2 separate regions of the Zea mays genome follow, and region 2 is linked to region 1. The links are chromatin contacts, called in public Hi-C maps. All regions are on one chromosome and are shown on one strand. Each heading gives the region's core, a stretch centred on a gene start, on an enhancer-like site or on the middle of the called end of the contact. The rest is flanking DNA. Distances are from core to core; before and after follow the strand shown.

What was found. Hi-C and Micro-C count contacts between places; a contact is called where the count stands out from the background.
Region 2: a Hi-C map of endosperm shows a contact between it and region 1, with 2.1 times the contacts expected there. The contact joins the enhancer-like site here to the promoter of LOC100216789 in region 1. A contact is called at or near these places in 3 of 25 Hi-C or Micro-C datasets (ear, endosperm and tassel).

Annotation. Positions count from the first base shown.
Region 1 is chr7:179,966,986-179,973,871 of Zm-B73-REFERENCE-NAM-5.0, reverse strand. LOC100216789 reads right to left here and starts at 4,006. Exons shown (of 10, transcript NM_001143188.2): 1 at 3,643-4,006; 2 at 3,236-3,449; 3 at 3,039-3,144; 4 at 2,092-2,357; 5 at 1,270-1,549; 6 at 896-1,003; 7 at 433-519; 8 at 253-357. The coding sequence starts at 3,856.
Region 2 is chr7:180,070,222-180,077,107 of Zm-B73-REFERENCE-NAM-5.0, reverse strand. LOC103633525 (rho GTPase-activating protein 7) reads right to left here. Exons shown (of 21, transcript XM_008655208.4): 14 at 6,567-6,845; 15 at 6,260-6,309; 16 at 6,063-6,126; 17 at 5,903-5,986; 18 at 5,279-5,392; 19 at 5,019-5,185; 20 at 3,772-3,838. Among protein-coding and RNA genes, the nearest start is that of LOC103633525, 8.6 kb to the right of the region's middle. Within about 2 kb of position 2,462, at least 1 of the 20 cell types and tissues checked has an H3K27ac peak or open chromatin away from gene starts, as enhancers often do. A contact at or near this core is called in endosperm, where this site is marked.

The DNA.
Region 1 (6,886 bases), core at 2,757-5,256:
CAACCTAAACTAAGATACACAGATCATAAAATGAGAATTTTGCATCACAATAGCAGCATGTGTCTGCTAGTCGCCGTACCACACACAATGTTGTGAAGCTATATGTTGATTTTATTTTAACACCCAAGTTGTATGTATCCTATTACCATTGTAAAAAGAAGGTGCTTTAAGGTTGATTGGTAGGTTGTTTTAAAAAGAATATGAGCCCTTAAATTAGACCAATCAGATACAGTACCAACTTCAGGAACCAACCTTGCTCAAAATTGGTTTTAAGGTTCTGCAAGGACCACATGTGGGAGAAGTGTATAGAACACAAATGAGTCGTGGACTCTCATGGTACAGTTTGCGGAGTGCATACTGCAAAGGAAGAAAGCTCAGTGTCAGTTTTCAAATTAACATTTTCATCATGTGGGTCAATCTATGCATAAATACCTGTCCCTTGTGTTTTCTGTGAGAAATGTCAAAGCCCATTTGAACATCTTTATCTGTAATATCCTTCTTTGTTTCTTCTTGAACAGGCTGCATTTAAATTAAAAAATTATGAGAAAGAACAGTACCTTGTAAACTTGATTGGGGTTAGTACAGAAAATAACCAGCAAAAGATGGTACAAGTGAATCAACCATGTGATATAAGAAGTGATGAAAGCCTATGTTCAAATTTTCATATATGAATAAATTCCAATGTGGCTACATGGCAATGCTGACATGTGATGATACATAAACTAGAAATACCAGTCAAAATAACAAAAGTAGATGATTGCAGCTGTTCACGATACTGTGGATCCAGTAAAGATTGTACAGTCATCCTCCATTATAATAGTGTCCAAGGCAAAATGAAGTTGGTATGTGCACCAGATGTCATAATGAAATAGCTACTGTGGGGAAAAAGGACTACCTGGTGAAATTCGACAAGAAGATCATTGGCAACTAAGTATCTTTCAACTGACAAAGCAGCTATGCATCCAGATCCAGCTGCAGTAATAGCTTGTCTCCATTCATGATCCTGCAGGTACACACTGGAGAAGCATAAAAACCAAAATGGCCATAGAAATATCTCAATTTCACAAATGTATATCTTGCACAATGTATACTGCATTTTATACTTAGGTATCTTGCAAATACTTGGCTGTAGCAGTTTCCTTCTTAAGACATCAAGAAATGATATGTGATAACAAAAACATGACATGATGGTGCCAATGGAGCTTCGGAATATAAGATATATTGCAAACCATGAACAAGTTCCATACAGAAGGTGAATGATGGAGTTACCTGAACATCACCAGCAGCGAATACACCATCAACTGAAGTTTTGGCTGAGCCCTCTTTAACTAAAATATAGCCAGCACTATCAAGTTCGATTTGGCCCTGCAACAGCTGACTGTTTGGAGTATGTCCTATGCCATAAAATAAACCTTTCACAGTAAGAACTGATTCTTCTCCTGTATCTCTTCTCTTCAGATGAACGCCAGACATCTGCCCTTTGTCATTGCTAACAACATCCATGGCTTCTGTATTGAAATGTACTGTTATGTTGGGGTTGTTGAGTACTCTGAAACATTCGCCATAATCAACCTGTTAACCAAACATCCAGCGAATTGGAAGTTTACCTCATTAATATTTCAAGTGACTGAAGAGGAGCTCACGTCCTTCAAAGAACATAATAATTTAATCTACAGATAAGTTCCCAAAATTGATGATCTGCAGGATCTATGAAAACTCAACTAATACTATGATTTTTAGTATTTAAATTGGCAAACAGCTAACACTAACTAACATAGTTACCATAATTACTAGCTCACATCCAACAAACTGTAGCTTATTGGCTAAATACAGCATTTTACAATGCCACCTGTATAACCACTACTCGAAAGCAATAGACCTAGCCTAAAATAATACAATGTTCACAGATTGGTGACTCAGGGAGACAGCTCTTACACCAGGCCTGCCCTTCTAAAAGGAGATAATTCAATCCACTATCACTCCTAATAAGTGCTGATGCCCAAGATAAGTGAAATACTGGCAATCTGCTGGTAGTATGTCTGTGTGAACAGAACAGAATATTCTTAGGAAAAAGAATTGAAATTATTTTACCTGTCCTGCATAGCTTTGGAAGCCCGTAGCTGATCCTTTCTAACTAGTAAATGAACATGTCGAGCATATTTTGTCAAATATACTGCTTCCTCTGTAGCTACATCACCACCCCCAACAACTGCAAGAACCTGGCCCTTGAAAAGTGGTGAAGCTCCATCACATATTGCACATGCGCTGATGCCTCTACTCCAAAATTCATCTTCACGAGGCAGACGGAGGCGCTTAGCCGTAGCTCCAGTTGCAATAATTAGACTATGACATTTCACCTACATATGCCCTGAGATTAATGCAGAGAAGAAAATGTCTAAAATAGTTTGCGTTCATTATACTCCATCTGTTTTTAAATATGTGATGTTTAGGGAAACTTAATTAGTTAAAAAAGAACAAATTAGCTTGCCTTAAAGGTCACATATTTAAAAACAGGAGTACCAGGTGGATACATATTGTAAAAACTACAAACAAGAGACAGGTATCAGAAGAACTAAAGACCATAAGACCAGACAGTAGTGTAAGACCTATAATCAAGTAAACCACATAGGGCTTATTTGGTTGGAACCCTCACAGGCAATTGCCTGCCAGGCAAACCATCCCAGCCCCAGGCGTTCGAAATCCAATGTTTGGGAGAACTGCCTGAGCCAGGCAGCTTCGGCGGGGAGGAAACCAAACGAGCCCATAAACACTGGACTGGCCTACAGTTCAAAAGCTTGCTCTTGTAGACATGCATCCTTACATTTTCTCCCCCTATATGAAAGCTCCTATGTTTTTTGTTTATCATCAGTGGATCTTATCCGTAGTTAATTTGTTAAATTATGTTAGTACCATCCATTGAATGCCAAACAAACAGCACACGCAAGTACGCAACACCACCTTGTGCAGAATGAAAATTCAAACTCGAAAACAGATTATAGAGGACGGACATGCACGAGGAATAGCACAACGGCGTGTACCTCACGGTCGCTGCTACGAATAACAAACGGGCTGCTCTTTACATTCACAAACTCAACATCCTCTTGGTAAAGCTCTGCGCCCCAGCGTTCCGCTTGCTTGCGCATTCTGGTTTTAATCAAATGCGCCGTCGATGATGTAAGCATGGTAACATACCAACATGACACTATGGGAATTGAACCGATCGGAAAGGTCTCACCTGTCCATGAGATCAGGCCCGGTTATACCGTCCGGGAAGCCAGGGAAATTCTCCACCTCGGTGGTGGTCATCAGCTGCCCGCCGGGGACACCCCCCATCTGGCACCCTTCAAACACGACAGGCTTCAGGTTCGCCCGGGCGGCGTAGATGGCAGCGGTGTAACCGGCTGGTCCAGAGCCGATGATCACCAGGTTCTCCACCCCCTTGCTAGCATCTGCAGGCTCGGCGAAACAACCAATTACTTTACCACGCTTCGCTCTTAGATTTGAAACGTTGCTAGTAGCCCGCTCTCACTCCGACCGCTCACAGATCAGATGTGGCTCGGGCAGTTGCACGAGCAACTCGGCGGTTTTACGACAGCCCAATCTGGAATCCGAGGGAGGCGGATGCTAGAGTGGGAGGCGCACCTGACGGAGGGGAGGAGGCAGGAGTCTCCTCGTCGACCGCGCCGGCGGCAGGTGCGGCGGCGGCGGCCTGCAGAGACATCGGCGCGCGGCTGTTGCAGCAGGTGGCCGAGGCGGGGAGAAGGCGGCAGGCGGAGGGGAGGGCAACCCGGTGGCGGCGGGAGGAGAGCGGGGCCGCCGAGAGGGCGGCGGCCACGGCGACGCGCGTGACCGCCATCGCAAGCGGCGAGGGGGGAAGTGGCGGGGCTGCTGGCTGCTGCTGCGTTGGTGGGCGGAGGGGAGGATGTGGAGCAGGAGGTGGGATGGATGGATGGATAGGGGGTGGGTGGGTGGGGGAGAGCGCGCGAGACTGCGGGAGGGATCTGATACGTGCTCGTCGCGGCAGCAGCCCAAGGACGAAGGCTCGAGCAGACGGCCGTTGATTGGGCTCAAGGCATCTCCTTTGTTTCTGCCGGCCTGCCCCCAACTCACCATTGTCATTTTATTAATTACTTATGTTTGTGCTTTGATATGTTTGTTATATACCCATCCATTTTAGAATATAAGTCGTAACCATTTTTTATTTTGTCCCACAATATAAGGCGTGCTCTCTATGCACACGTACATTATTGGTACAGTGATATAGAGAGAATTAAATGAATTTTTTTGTCTTTGAACCAGATGTGGTTACGCCTTATATACTGGAACTAAAGGTGTATTATACTAGTATGGTTGTCGTGTGTTACAACGGAACACACAATATTTGTTAAAAATTTATTACATGTGCATATCTATGTTTTTGAAGTGGCATGGTAGACAGGTTACCTCATTTAAACAAGATCTATCTATGTGAGGTAACTGTTGGGAACAGACTTATTAATCTCTGCAACACCCACTTTCTAGTATGGTGCCCACTGCAGATTACGACGTGGTAGACCGATTACATCATTTAAACAAACTATTCGTTAAATGCTTATTACCTGCACATGTCTAGACGATGTAAAGCAGATCTATCTAGTATGATGCCCGTGCGTTGCAACGAAACACAAACGACCTTCTGGTAATTACACGGCAAATCAATCGCGTAGGTTGTAGCAGTTACCGTCCCGAGGTTGTCCTCAGGTGAGGCGTGACCGTGTCTCCCGCCCGAGGTTGGCCTCACAAGCCATGATTGTCTCCCACCCGAGGTTGGCCTCGGTCGAGTCGTGACTGCGTCTCCCGCACGAGATTAGCCTCGCGAGCCGTGACTGACTCTCGTCCGAGGTTGGCCTCGTGAGCCGCGATTGTCTCCTGGCCGAGGTTGGCCTCGGGCGAGGTGTGACTATGTCTCCTGCTCGGGGTTGGCCTCGGACGAGCCGTGACTGCGCTCCCGCCCAGGATTGGGCTCGAGCGAGTCATAATCGCGTCTCCTGCCCAAGGTTGGCCTCAGGCGAGTCGTGAATGTGTTTCCCGCCCAGAGTTGGCCTCGAGCGAGTCATGAATGTGTCTCCCGCCCTGGGTTAGCCTCGGACGAGTCGCCCTAGGCCGCAGCCACCTGGCTCCACTGCCACGCCCCACGTCGTGTGCCTACACAAACATGAGAGTGTGCCTCTCTTTGTCTATTTGGCCACGTGGGAGCTCAATGAGGAACTGAGCGACGAAATGTAACATCCCAATTTTCAACCCGAGGTTTGGAACCCTAATCTAACCCCCCTTCTTATTATCTATCCTTAATCTCCCCTAGGTCTTCTCATCATATGCATACACTTTGTCTGATTAGAAGCACCTCACTTAGATTTTATTTTCTAGCACCTAAGATTATCTAGTAAATTAATTGTTCAAAAGAAAAGGATATAAAAATGGAAATAAAAATTGGAAAATAAAAAGAAAAGGAGAAGCTTTTATCTCCCCCCTAAGTAGACCAATTCCAGCCCACACCTGTGGCCGCTTTCCCCCTTCCGCGCTCGCGACTCCCCCCCCCCCTCGGCCCACCTCCGACCCACTCCGCGCTCGCGCCCGCGCACCACTGACACGCCGTCCCCACTCGTCAGTCGCCTCCCCCTCGCCCTCGCTCGCGACCGCTCCCGCTGACAGGCTGGCCCCACCAGTCAGCCACCCCATCGTCCTCGCCGCGTACGGCTTCGCCGCGGTCACCTCCGACCACCGTCCTCTTCCTCGCCCCATCCCCTCGCCCATCCCCTCGCCGCATAGGGAAGTTTGGCACCGCCCCGTTGAAAGTCGCCTAGAGGGGGGGTGAATAGGGCGAAACTGAAATTCTCAAAAATAATCACAACTACAAGTCGGGTTAGCGTTAGAAATATAATAGAGTCCGCGAGAGAGGGCGCAAAACAAATCGCAAGTGAATAAGAAGTGTGACACGAGGATTTGTTTTACCGAGGTTCGGTTCTCGCAAACCTACTCCCCGTTGAGGAGGCCACAAAGGCCGGGTCTCTTTCAACCCTTCCCTCTCTCAAACGGTCCTTCGGACCGAGTGAGCTTCTCTTTCTCAAATCACTTGGGAATCAAAACTTCCCGCAAGGACCACCACACGATTGATGTCTCTTGCCTCAATTACAAGTGAGTGTTTGATCACAAGAAAGAATGCCAAAGAAAAAGAAGCGATCCAAGCGCAAGAGCTCAAATGAACACTACAAATCACTCCCTCTAGTCACTAAGGCTTTGTGTGGAGTTGGGAGAGGATTTGATCTCTTTTGGTGTGCTTTGTAATGAATGCTAGCTCTTGTATAGTGGTTGGAAGCTGGAAAACTTGGATGCAATGAATGGTGGGGTGGTTGGGGTATTTATAGCCCCAACCACCAAACTAGCCGTTTGGTGAGGCTGTCTGTTCGATGGCGCACCGGACATGTCCGGTGCGACAGCCACGTCACCAAAAGCCGTTGGGGTCGACCGTTGGAGCTCTGTCTTCTGGGCCCGCCTGGATGTCCGGTGGCGCACCGGACATGCACTGTAGATTGTCCGGTGCGCCAGCATGGGCGTGCCTGACCTCTGCGCGCGCAACGCGCGCATTTAATGCGACGCAGGTAGCCGTTGGCGCGAAGTAGCCGTTGCTCCGGAGTTGCACCGGACAGTCCGATGTACACCGGACATGTCCGGTGAATTATAGCGGAGCAGCCGTTCTGATTTCTCGAGGCAGACGAGTTCCTGAGGCCGCTCTTCCTTGGAGCACCGGACACTGTCCGGTGTACACCGGACAGTCCGGTGAATTATAGTGGAGTGCCTCTGGAATTTCCCGAAGGTGGCAAGTTTGAGTTGGAGTCCTCTGGTGCAC
Region 2 (6,886 bases), core at 1,213-3,712, 100 kb before region 1:
CATATTTTTTGTGTCGACATGGACACCTAAAAAAAATATAGCAACCAAAAAAGCGAGAGTCGTTGGAGCACAAACGTTAATTACTCATTAATGTGTTTTAGCAACTCCCTAAAACTAGTAGGGAGCTAAATCTATATAATTATTGGAGATGCTCTAGCTAATAGTTAATTTTAACTATATTAATTCAACTAATAACTAATGTTAGCTAATTGTTAGCAGGACTATTAGTAGAGGTTTTGATATCTTCAACTAAAAGTAACTAGTAGTTGAGTTGTTTGGATATCTCCATCTAACAGCTAACTATTAGCTCTAATGCATTCAAACGAGGCCTTAGAGATTGTTTTAATGCACTAGAGATAATAGTTAGCTGACTAAAAAATTGCTAGTGGAATTAGCTAGTTAACTAACTATTAACTAATTTGTTAAAAATAGCTAATATAGATAATAGTTGAACTATTAGATAGGATGTTTAGATGCTACAGCTAATTTTACACACTAACTATTAGTTCTAGTGCACTTAAAGGTTTCTTTAGGCACTCTCCTAAACTTTAGGGAATAAATTTTAGTCCCTAAAATTTCTATTTGAAATGTCTCATTTAGTCACTTCGTATGGTATTTTTAGGGACTAAAACTTTTAGTCACTAAAGTTTAGGTGGGAACCAAACATCCCCCTTAGTCAGTTAGTCTATGTGCAAACAAACCCTAAAAAAGCCTTGTCGAATTAAATAGAAACAAGCCCTAAAAGGCCTTGTCGGATTAAATACGGATTGTCAAAAGTCCACTCGTTTCCTCCAATCCATTTGGGGGAGAGAATTAGCTGCCTACAAGGATCAGCCACATTGTTTTCGAAATGACAACAGTAGCTCCACCTGCAGTGGACTATATATCCCCAAGAAAAAAGACGCATCTATATATTGCGAAAACATATAAAAACCGTGTCACAATCCCCTTAACTCATTACATACACAATAGAACAAAATTGCTAAAACATATAAAAGCCGTGTCACAATCTCCTCAACTCATTACATATACAGTAAAACAAAATCATGCTAAAAAAAGATCCGCTGCAAGCACTAGCAAAACAAGTGAAGGCAAGGGATATACATTCTCACTACCAGGCTCTACAAAGATGGAGTGAAACATAAAGGAGATTCTATACCAAGAATATACAGAGACGTCGTACTGCAGCAAATGATCATCCCCTACTTTACTTTGGGCTGTTCCAGGGAGATGAAGGTTTGTATGGGAAACCATGGGACGTGGATCCATGCCCTAAATCGAGGCTGTGGAGCTGTTCCATCAATTGTGACCGCCGTTCTTTGAAGAAATCTAGCCTGGTTGTTAGTTCAACCAGAGTGGATGACGACACAGACGGCGGTCTCCCATATTCGACACCCTGCTGCAAATCACAACAGGAGATTGAAAACTCAAACCTAAGTATTTTTTACCAGAAAAATGTTAGTGCAGCAAAATAACTAGGGGGTTTCTCTTACTTTCGTTGTTCTAGGGATGTTCACCAACATTGGCCCGCCCTCTGCAGGCACACTTGTAGAATCACTCAAGGAGGTGTCCGAGGAATGCTTTCGGGAGAAAGGCCTTGAAGAACCATGAGATAGCACATGCTGTTTGATGCTTCTCCAGTGGGATGTGCTCGGCAGGCTCTCCTGTCAGAATATCAGTGTGTCTTAGAGTCCCAATCCAATCATTGACAGTTATATTTCTCTTAGAACCCTGCGTCGCTCTCTCCTGGGCGGAGAGGGCGACACGGGGGCGACCCCAACCCTAGCGCCGCCACACCCTCTGCACACCTTCCCCTGCCGCGCCGCCGCGAGTCACTAGAGAGCCGCGCGGCTAGCAAGGAGGGCGGCAGAGAGGCTTTAGCCCCTTCCTGAGGTCGGGAGGCACGCTCGTGGCACAAGAATAGGTCGTCGTTCCTTTGGGTCGCTACCGCCGTGGTCGGATTTGTGGTAGGGGTTGGAAGATCCGTGGTCAGGGTGGCCGGATTTTGCCGCATCCGTGGTTGCCGTGGTCGGTTCGAGGTCGTGTTGATCACATGCAGGGAGATGGTGGGTGTGCTGGTGGCCGTGCAAGATTGGCGGCGGCGGCACGACTGTCGTGTACGGCAGTGTCGTCGTTGTGGGTCACCGGGGGCCATATCCGACGAGCCCATGGCCAGATCTGGTGTGCCCAAGGCCAGATCTGGTGGTCCTCGACGAACTCCATGGCAGCCTCTCGGGCTCGACGACGGCGGTGGGCCAGCCTCCCTCGGGTGGAGGCCAAGGTGCATACAGGGCTTCCACCGTTGGGCTGACCTCTACATCTTGTGCTGGGTGGAGCACCGGTGCCTCCCACGGCGTGGCTCTTGTGCGGCTGGAGGTCACGGTGGGGAGGCCATGGAGCGGGTAGGGCGTCCTCCGCCGGTCCGGCCTCTTTGTCTTGTGCAAGGTGGAGTGCTGGTTTCGTTGGTCGTGAGTGTCAGGGCAGTGGCGGCAGCCGGTTTCAGCTCTGGCGGGCGGCAGTGTGGCGCACACGACAAGGTATTCCCTGGTTTCGTCTTTCGTGTGCCGATGGCAGCCAACGTAGCTTTGCGGGTGTTGCGGCAGCCGACGCGTTGGTGCCCCTCTGGAGGGGTTTGCGCGGAGACCAGGGCGGTGGCGACGGCGGAGGCTGCATGCTTTGACCTGGGGTCCTGGCCTAACGATGTGCTGGAGGTCATCTTGGGCGAAAGCCTTGGCGATGGTGACGCCCGTGGGCGCCACTTCCCCCTATTGAGGGCATCGCATTGCTCTGTCTTCCTTGGGCGAAAGCTCGGTCCATCACAGACATGTGACGGTGGCATCCTAGACGTCACTCCCTTCCTGAAGGCGTCATGTTTGAAGTTTGTCTCAGCCTCGATGTTGCCTTCGGTTGCTGCTTTCGCTTCTCGGCATCTGGATTGCGGGTGGAGGTGGGGTTTTTGCAACGTGAAGTCGAAGCTACCACGTTAGGGGATTAGGGGATGTGGCTCAGCAACGATGACATGAGGCAAACCCCCCTTCCTTGTGATCTAGATTGTTTTGGAGGTCGGGCAAAACCCGGAGGTGGGTGTTGGATCAAGATTGTTGGTGAAGAATCGGAGTTGCCTCGAGTGTGGGTGTGTTGAAGCTTGGCAACGATGGCGTGTCGCGGTCTTCCTCCTTCTGTGTCAGGTTTTAGGTGTAGGCGACGTCGTGTTTCTTCTGGCCATGTGCGGCCGATCTGGCGAAGTCGAAGCTGCTCATACCTTGTGTTGAGCTCGACAACGATGGCTCTGGATGGGTTGTGGGTGGGGTTGTCGCTGCATGTGTTGTTTGGGCACTCTGAGTAGGTTTCGGGCCCAGTTTTCCTTAAAAATGGGTCGATTCTAATCTTCTTAATGGAAAGGCAGAGCTCCTGCCATTACGTTAAAAAAAATTATCTTAGAACCTGGGGCCCTAGATGCATGGAAAATTAGTTGTTAATGTCTATTATCCTTATTGTGTTTGATCTTACTCAAAATGGTTGCTTAGGGTCTAGGTTGGACACTAGACCAAAAGATAACAATTTAAAAACTTAGCCTTATTCAATTTGAGTTGAACCTACAGGACAATGTGCCGCTAGTCCGAGCATTGCCCCTTTAATAAGTAGGGCTGATTGAGCTTGTAAAACACTACTATTGAAGTGCAATCATGGAGCTCATGTCAACTAAATTTTGCTTTGATTTTCTCAAGATGTATAAAGTATAGCAAGACAAGAGATTCGCAAACAGCTAACCTCATTTCTTTGCTTCTCTTGATTACAGAAAGCAACGCTCCTATCAAATCCTGTTTGGACAATGTTCCTGGTAGAAGTAAAATATTGCATATTCAATGAACTGTCACTTGTAAAAATAATTAGGGAATATGATACTGTTAGTGTATTGTGTCTTATCACTATAATGGGTATTGACCCATATACTTAGCTATATATAATACATCCCTTGTCCAACTAGGGTTAGAGTTTTCCATTTAAGGGCTTGTTCGGTTGTGTCTGGATCGAAGGGGATTGGAGGGGATTAAATCCCTCCCTAGTCAAAATAGAATAGAAGGGGATTTAATCCCCCTCAACCCCTTCCGATCCACATGCAACCGAACAAGGTCTAACATGGTATCAAAGTCACAAAATATGCCATCTTCCCTCCCCCCTCCATCCCCCTCTCTCCCTTGAGAGCCACCGGCGCCCCTTCTTGCCGGGCCTTCTCCCTCCATGGTTGGCGCTCCTTTCTCCTCGCCAGTGGTCCGCGTGGTGGCTGGCCAGCCGCTGCCGGCCTTCTACTCTCCGTTTCCCGCACCATTCGACCTCCAGGTGCCCACGGAGTGCAAGCCGCACGGCGGTGGGCTGCTCCTCCCCTGCGACGTCGTCCGCGCCGGCCTCCCTTTGCTCCTCCGCGACGCCGACTGCAGCCCTTGCGCCGCGCGGACCAAGCGCGCCCGACCGCACACCGGCGCCCAACCCCTCCTTCCCCATGGTGGCCTCCCTCTACACACCAACTGCATCACCCGACCGCACCCAGGCCAGCTCCTCCTTCCCTGCGGCAGCCTCCCTCCACGCGCCAGCAGTGCCATCCGCAGTCAGCTCCTCCTTCCCTGTGGCGGCCTCCCTCTACGCGCGCGCCATCCGCAGCCCTGTGCCGCCCAGCCACATGTAGGTTGGCCTCTCCTCCACTTCCGCGACAACAGTAGCCCCCCATTCCCCAGCTGCACTGTGTTGGTGCCTCCTCCCCCGCATGCAGCACACACGCCGCCCTTCTCTCATCGCCAGGCCCCTCCTCCGCCTCCGCAGGCCACTAGGCGAGCTCCCGCGTCATACCCGGCGCTCTCCATGCCCCGACCGACTAGCAATTAGGGTTAGGGTTTTCCCTCTAATAGATACGAACAAGCTTACAAGCATTCTGCATTTGTTACTAAATACGTAGCTCCCAAATATTTGGACTTGCAGGCACAACCTAACAAAGCTGAAAAGAATAGTAAAAATAGTCTTACTGCGAGAGATGATTTAGAAGGTGTTGAGGATGATCATTTGCATCTACGGAAGAGCCATACTGGTGCTGGCGCTGTTGATTGAGTTGGAAATGCAGCTCTGCAACCTTCTGTTTTAATCTTGCAACATCAGCTTCTGCGAGAGCAATTTCCTCAAGCTCTGACTTTGTCTATAAAGAAGTGCATAGAAAACAGAGGACATCATAAAATAAGCTGAGCAAGTACGTAACTGTCAAAGAACAACTTGCTTACAATTCCAATACCTTCGAGTCCATGGAGAGTGAGCTAGAAAATTGTGAAGAAGACATGCTTAGCCCAACCTCCAGTGCAGCTCTAAGATCCCTTTCAGCCTGTAGCTGCTCTTGCAACCTTGACACCTAGTGAACAAACAAGTGTGATCATACTAAGCACCAAACTCACATAAAGAGGCACTTTCAGTTTAAAAATGTTATGTGGACAATTGTCTAAAGCTGGTTGCAACAAAACAAATATAACAAATATGCACACACACAAAAAATGTCCGGTAAGCGGGTAAGGGAAAGACCGCCCCCACGGTATTATATTAAAAAGAAGCTCAATCGGAGCCCCGACCGAGAAAGATCATGAAAGTTGGCCTCCCGTGCAACATGAGGGTCTGCCCCTATAGACCGAATCTTTACTCATGCTTTGAGCCCTCCCAGCCTCTCATGTGCACACAACCAAAGGAACCAGTGAGTGGCATTTTTTAACCTCGGCCTAAAATTCGCTCTCACTAGGATTCGCACTCAAGACTACTCAGACCACCTAACCAACTCAGCTAGAGGCCCTTTCACAACAAATATGCACAAAACAAATGGGGTTTGGATGCATAAAAGCAGAAAATTGTATGCTAGTAGAATAAGGCATACATCCTGTTCCAGAGCCACACGACGCTCGTGTAGTGCTTGTTTTCTTCTTTCCAAACTTGCCTGTAGGATTGCATTGCCTCTAGCCTGAGAAAATATATAGTTAAGTTGCAAGATTCACATAAATCAAGAACTGATGCACATGCACTCTTCTTTTCCTTACCTCCTTTGCAATCCTGATCTGCAAGTCATTCTTCATTACCTCAAGTCGTTGAATAGCAAGCCTGCTTTTTTTTTGGTGGGGAGGGGGATAGTTAGCATAAATCATGTTTTTTAAAATAGCTTTAAGAATCGAACTCCACAGTACAAAGCAATTGTGTAGATATGTAAATTTAGTCTGCAGCATGACTAGGAACTTACTCTTCTTCACCTGATGGATCAACTAACTCCGATCGTTGGCCCTTTCTCACCTGCATAAGCCATATGTGCAAATCACAAATCATTAAGGTCAACATACTACAGTGAAGTCAATCGTTATAGAAAAAACATTTTCAAGAATAATCTGAAGAAAATTAGTGTGCTACAGAAGCGTGTCTGGTAATGTCTTCCCCAAGGAAACCATAATTTTCAGCGGAAAATGTTACAGAACTATAGGTCTAGCTACGTAGCATTAAAAAATATGAACATATGAAGGGAAAAGCAGCAGAAGAGCAGACTTATTGCTTACATTGCTCCATCCCCATAAGTTAGTACGCTTCACATGCTGCTGAGTTCCATTGGGTTTGCTAGAATATTCAGCTGCACGACAAGGTAATGGAATTCCAGCATCCAAAGACAGAAGAATCTCTCCCACTGATAATGGAGTTTCATGAGCGGACATCAGATTTGATGGACCCTTTCCATTTTCTGTTAAACGACTTAGGGGAGCATCATTTAAATCTACATTTGATTCAAATGTGTGATCCTCAACAAAGAGCTCAGTGTCTGAACTATTGCCATTAACTTCCTGTTGTCCTCGCAATACAGTAGAAAAGCAAATCATGTTAT